2 separate regions of the Bombyx mori genome follow, and region 2 is linked to region 1. The links are chromatin contacts, called in public Hi-C maps. All regions are on one chromosome and are shown on one strand. Each heading gives the region's core, a stretch centred on a gene start, on an enhancer-like site or on the middle of the called end of the contact. The rest is flanking DNA. Distances are from core to core; before and after follow the strand shown. Region 1 overlaps LOC101746698 (pneumococcal serine-rich repeat protein). Region 2 overlaps LOC101746698 (pneumococcal serine-rich repeat protein).

The links. Hi-C and Micro-C count contacts between places; a contact is called where the count stands out from the background.
Region 2: a contact with region 1 is called in a Hi-C map of whole pupa, with 2.6 times the contacts expected there. The contact joins two enhancer-like sites. A contact is called at or near these places in 2 of 7 Hi-C or Micro-C datasets (midgut and whole pupa).

What each region holds. Positions count from the first base shown.
Region 1 is chr9:9,734,956-9,738,282 of ASM3026992v2, reverse strand. LOC101746698 (pneumococcal serine-rich repeat protein) reads right to left here. Exons shown (of 10, transcript XM_012688578.4): 4 at 1,526-1,754. Among protein-coding and RNA genes, the nearest start is that of LOC101740632, 52 kb to the left of the region's middle. Within about 2 kb of position 1,587, at least 4 of the 8 cell types and tissues checked have open chromatin away from gene starts, as enhancers often do.
Region 2 is chr9:9,772,172-9,775,325 of ASM3026992v2, reverse strand. LOC101746698 (pneumococcal serine-rich repeat protein) reads right to left here. Exons shown (of 10, transcript XM_012688578.4): 5 at 563-693. Among protein-coding and RNA genes, the nearest start is that of LOC101740632, 15 kb to the left of the region's middle. Within about 2 kb of position 1,770, at least 5 of the 8 cell types and tissues checked have open chromatin away from gene starts, as enhancers often do.

The DNA.
Region 1 (3,327 bases), core at 338-2,837:
CAACATTTGAGCAAGTGATTAGCACTTGGATATAAGCATGCGAAAAATAAGAATTTGTTCTAATTTATATGTATCTTTTGTGGTCGAAGTTTAACCTTAATATTTTCCTAGATTAAAACGATTTTTTGTAGTATTATGTAGTCTTAAATTTATAGGTTATTTTAATAAAGCTGTGGGTCAGTTTCAATGCTGGTGTTTTTTATTTAATATTTGGTTATTATTTTTGACTTCAGAAATGATCTCACCCTGTTTTCATTGGGTTGAAATACAATATACACCAAATGTGTTTTTTTTAACTATCCTTATTGACTATGAACAAATATAACTGTGTAAATACATATTTAACTGACTGAGATGTTTACTTTGTCTCTGCATAACAAAATATAATTGGCTCCCGTGTGAGAAAGTGAAGCAATTCAAAAGCTGACTTAATTAACTTTTTCTTTTCTTAACGCAATGAAGTTTTTAATTTTTTAAAGCAATTATTTGTTGCCCTGCTTGAATTAAAATTTATTCACAGTGATGTTGGTGTGACACTGGGCTTTCACCATCACTCAATCAGATCAAAGCTTTAGTACAATAGAGGAAAAGTAAAGTGCGAAATTGGTTCATAACTTAATGTCTTTTCATTTTTCTAATTACTTTTAGCTTTTCTTTCTATTGAAATTCGTTTAAAATGTTTCAGTACTTCAGTTATATGTTATTGTGAAAACCAGATAAAGCTCTCAATGTTAATAAAAAAACTAATTTAGCGGCGAAAAAAAAACTGAATCAGACTTTTTTATTGGTTAAATGTTTGAAAGAGTTCACGGCCCACTTGGTATTAAGAGGTTACCGTAACCCATATACATCACAGCAATGTAAATGCCGCCATCCACCTAGAGACATGAGTTCAGCCAGGTGGGGCACCCCCTCAAACCGAAACGCATTACTAAAAGTATAAATTATAAAAAAAAAAAACTACCAACTCCAAGTATCCTGAATAACTGGTGTCGTTAAATAAAATAGTAATGTCAAGTTTTTTTTTCTACTACAAACGTTTTCCCGTGATGTCACATGCGCAAACACGTATTTACACCAACTAATATTTAATTTTATATTTATTTAGGTATCTCTTTAACAAGTAACGTAATATTATCCGTTTCGCTTGTCAATGGATTTGAACGAAATAAACTATATTGACCTGAGTACGCGTCAATAAATCTATGAAAACCGCAAATTAATTTGATAGTCACCGTGAATATCAGTGCAAAAATGCACATGCAAATTACACAAGTAATAAGATTTAATTATAAATATGGACAGATAGAATAATGTTTAAGGCACGCAAGAGTATTCCACATCGATGTTTAAAATTTGAGGAACCCCGAACGAGAAGTATTGGTGTTAGGGCCAGTGTTAGAAACACTCCCGGTTTGAGCCCCGTGAGCTCACGTACACGTCAAAGAGAAGCTGAAATAGCCTCTCAAAGCTATCAGCATAGGTAGGAAAAAAATATTGGTGTTTTGTGGAGTTATTTACTTACCCTGTAAACTAGGTGCAGACGCCGGCGCGGCCGGTGGGGGCTGCTGTGGGGTGGGCGGTGGCCTTCTTCGCCGCGGCACGTGCAGACCCGGCGCGGACGCAGCACGTGTCGCTGTACGGAAGCCCGGTGCTCTGTACCGGGCGGACTTGACCGGCCCGACCGGAGTCGCGGTCGTACCCGTCACAGACGGTAACCGCGGTAATGATCCCGAACGCTGTTCCTCCTCCGACTGCAAGGAATTACAGCTGAATGTAGTAGTACGACTTCGATCGCTCTTAGATCATTTTGCATATACGCTCTTATGCTATTTGTATTAACAAGGTTATCTTTTTTTATTTATTGCATAGATGGGTGGACGAGCTCACGGCCCACCTCAATTAAGTGGTTACCGGAGCCCATAGACAACTTAAATGCCGTATAGTTACAACGGCTGCCCCCCGAACACCGGTGCATCGCTCAACACGAATGCACCGGACGTCTTATCCTTTAGACCACGACGTCGTCACAGTTTCAGTTAGTTTAGATTTAAAATTCCTATCTGAAACACCGCTAATATGACTTGTTGGGACTAGTTATGACTCCGAACAAGTATCTGTTATCGCTCCGCCCAATTCTGCCTCAGTTATGGTTTTCCGGTCTGGTGTAGGCCGCGTAATCTTTACGCATGTCAAATGCGGTTACAAACGTATAAATGAATGAGAACTTACTATCTTTAGAGTGTCGTGTATAAATAATAAAATCACAACAAAAAACCTCGTGTTCGTTCTTGAACGATTACTCATTAGAAATTAGCATTGTGACATTAATCAGGCTCGATGATGCCAAGCTTGTTTAAAAAATATTGATGAGTAAACTAGTAAGAAATAATTATATGTTAACTGAATAATTTTATTATAATGACGACAAAGAGAACGAACATACGACATTTAATGTATTATATAATTTGCGTAATTACTGGTGGTAGGACCTCTTGAGAGTCCGCGCGGGTAGGTACCACCACTCTGCCTATTTCTGCCGTGAAGCAGTAATGCGTTTCGGTTTGAAGGATGGGGCAGCCGTTGTAACTATACTTGAAACCTTATATCTCAAGGTGGGTGGCGCATTTACGTTGTAGATATCTATGGGCTCCAGTAACCACTTAACACCAGATGGGCTGTGAGCTCGTCCACTCATCTAAGCAATAAAAAAGTCTTCATACAGCACACTATGTAACGCGTATGCTCCTGTATAATTAGATAAGTAGGTATAATAATAATACTACTACTTAGTTCGTTTATAATTTACACAATACTTTATTTAAATCATTTACAGACTTAATGAATAATTCAGATTTTCATTGGTTCGTTAATTACATATTAATTAACATCTATTATGGATGTTGCAATAAAAATAACTAAAGTTGGATGTACTAGTTATCGGCCTGTCAATATAAATTTCAAAAACAAACAGAGTAACAATTTTAGAACATCGCAATAATAGGTTTTTGAGCACTGCTTGTAGCTAAGTGGTATTGAAGTGATTACGATGAGCGATTTAAAACTATGACATTATAAAACTTACAAAACTATGCGCCCGCCTTCACACACGTTCGTCTTTATTTTTAACCGACTTCAAAAAAGGTGTGTTACCTCAGATTTTTTTTCTAGGTGTATCGATTTTCATGATTCTTTGAAAGCATGTCTCAATAAAAAATTTAACCTTTCTGTAGTTTTTGATATATCCTTAAAAATGCCTATTTAATTTACTTCAACTACAATGACAATGTTCTCGTTTTATTTTGTTGAAGTCATCAATTTTTCAAT
Region 2 (3,154 bases), core at 521-3,020, 37 kb before region 1:
GTTATCGTTAAATAACTTCAGTATTAGGTATGTAGTTTAAATAAAATGATAAAACAAAAGCAGAGTGAAGATTAAAGGTTAAGTTTGAAACGTCTGAGAATAAGCTCACTAAACAGGATTTATTACTAACTAAGCGAAACAAGTTTGACTTTACCACAAGCCATTTTGGTTCAAGTTTAAGTTTTATTTCTTAGTTTTCTTTATTTAGACATGACGACAAGCAAATTTAAGTTACATATTGAAAACATTCGAGAATATTCAGTAACATTATAAGACCGGATCCTAGTAAGATCTTAGATTAGGGGAGTTATGTATGATCTCTCTAATAAGGTGATTAAGCACCTAATTTAACATTTTAAAACTTGTCGCAGAATCTACAAACGGATCAAAATCGCAATTCACTGATAAGATCCGATGAGAAACTCAGTGGGTTGTATCTAGGTTGTGTGGGTTGTCTATGTGTGATTGATGATACCCGTGCGGTTTCAAAAGACGCCCGCCCTGCCAACGGTAGCACTATAATTTGTCGATAACAATATTTTAATGCACATAGTATGATTACCTGTAGTCCACTTCTGTTGACTGGGAACCGATCTCTTTCCAGCGTGTCTCTTTCATTCGGCAAGGGTGAATTAGATCGGCGAGGAAGCGTTGCATGGCCAGGTAATAACGTTTCTGTAGTATACACTTCATCTGAAATTATTATTAAAATAGATCAATACTTATTGACTTAAGTGAAAAACGTCCAAGAATTTGGGTTTGAAGACAGAGATTTGTAGTTTAGTAATGTTGACAGTGCGCTATCAATCGATGTGGAAGTTGCATGCACCAGTAGAGAAGATTAGTTAAATTTATGTCCGAATTCAGTGGTTTTTAATTAAATTGTGTATGCAGATATTCACAGTGCAATGTGCCATGAGACATAGCATTAAGACGCATCACCCTCTTTCAATTCAAGCCATTCATCAGGCTTAACAACCCGACATCGCTTCTTCCTAGTCAGAGAATTATCACACCACTCCAAGGATTTCAAAAATGAATCTCGGCATGATATAACTTCGCGTATGAATGAGATTTTCTCACCGCGTTTTTCGACGATGCTAATACTTGGGGTCCCCGGACCTTTTGAGGATTCAGGAGGAGATATTTTAAATTTTGGCACAGTGTACTGTGGCGTGTTTAAGCTAATTGTACTCGATCTTTGTTCGCTAGATAAAAGAAGTTCCGTTGTAGATTTAGAAATTTGACTTTCCAAGTCAGCAGTTGAAGTAATCGTTATTGTAGGAACAGATTGTACTGCAGTAGTCGGTATTTCTTTTTCTAAAATATAACTTCTTCTTTCCGCGGAACGTATGAGCGAAGAAGTAGAATTTTCAACTGGTAAATCATCAGTTTCATTCGAATTATTTTTACAGCAACAACACCACCGTAAAAAAGCACTTTGCTCATTTTTTCGACCGAAATTTGTAGAGTACACGTTAACTGGATAATACGAGGAGCTCTGCTCTTCGGGCATCACATTGTAACTTTCGTAAGATGAAAAACGTGACCCGGACATTTTTATTTTTATTTTTAATTCACTAGAATTTGTGATCTACATGGTATGCAAGTGAACATGTCACGACCGCACTATACTGAACCGATTTAAACTACATATAAACATGTACATAAAACACTTTATGCTAATTTCATTACTATCATGGTTTACAATTTGTATGGTTGTTTCCTGTTGAGCGCGGCTCGGTGGCGATAGCGATACGACCGTGCAAATAGGTCCTACTCGTAATGATTTAATGAACTACATGAATATGAACATGACACACACGGCAGGTTGAACACAAAGTAGCATACGAAGTTTCTATATTTATTAAATTAATAAAATTATTTGGTACCTTTTAAAGTTTGCGCTTTCTTTATATGTTCTAAAGTATTCCATCGTGACGATTTAGTAGTAGTCTTTTTTTCAGACGAATCGGAAATAGAGCATAGCGATTTAGCAGTTTTTAGAATATTAAATTTTTTAGGTGTTTGAAAAACTGGTAGTGAAGTCTTAAATTGTATCCCTTTATTCAGAACAGGCGTATGTGTTGCCGTTCTCACGTTTATATTTATTTCAACACTTTCTGATTTGGCCTTGTTAGTATTTTTGGCAAAATCGTCCTCGTGTTCTCGCATTGTACCAGACGACCCTGCGTATCCGGATTCAAAATCATTGGGATCTGTTATATCTATTTTTTCAATAGGACTTAAAGTTTCTTCTCTACTCTCCAGTGAAATATTTTCGATACCTTTGGTGAGATCTTGAAGTACACTATCTATTGTTGTTCTTTTATCAGGCTTTTTTATTATGTCACTTAAACGTCTCAATTTTGGCGTCGAAGTCTCAACTTTAGGTAAATTTACAATCTTTGTAGAATCACGGCTATCACTACGGATAAGTGTTTTTAGAGATTTAGGTAAGGTAGCGAGTGTGGAACTTTTCATCACTTTAGCAGATGTAGATTCCGTCTTTAATAGTTTTGGTGTTAAAGTGTCAACTTCAGGTTTATTTGACATCTTTGTAGAATCACGGCTATCACTACGAATAAGTGTTCTTGGGGATTTAGGTAAGGTAGCAAGTGTCGAACTTTTTATCCCTTTAGCAGATGTAGATTCCGTCTTTAATGGTTTTGGTGTCGATGTGTCAACTTCAGGTGTATTTACAATCTTTGTAGAATCACGGCTATCACTACGGATAAGTGTTTTTGGAGATTTAGGTAAGGTAGCAAGTGTGGGACTTTTTATCTCTTTAGCAGATGTAGGTTCCGTCTTTAATGGTTTTGGCGTCGAAGTCTCAACTTTAGGTAAATTTACAATCTTCGTAGAATCACGGCTATCACTACGGATAAGTGTTTTTGGAGATTTAGGTAAGGTAGCAAGTATCGAACTTTTTATCACCTTAGCAGATGTAGATTCCTTCCTTAATAGTTTTGGTGTTAAGGTGTCAACTTCAGGTTTATTAACCATCTTTGTAGAATCACGGCTATCACTACGGATAAGTGTTCTAGGAGATTTGGGTAAGGTACCAAGTATCGGACTTTCTATCACCTTAGCAGATGTAGATTCCGTCTTTAATAGTTTTGGTGTTAAAGTGTCAACTTCAGGTTTATTTAAC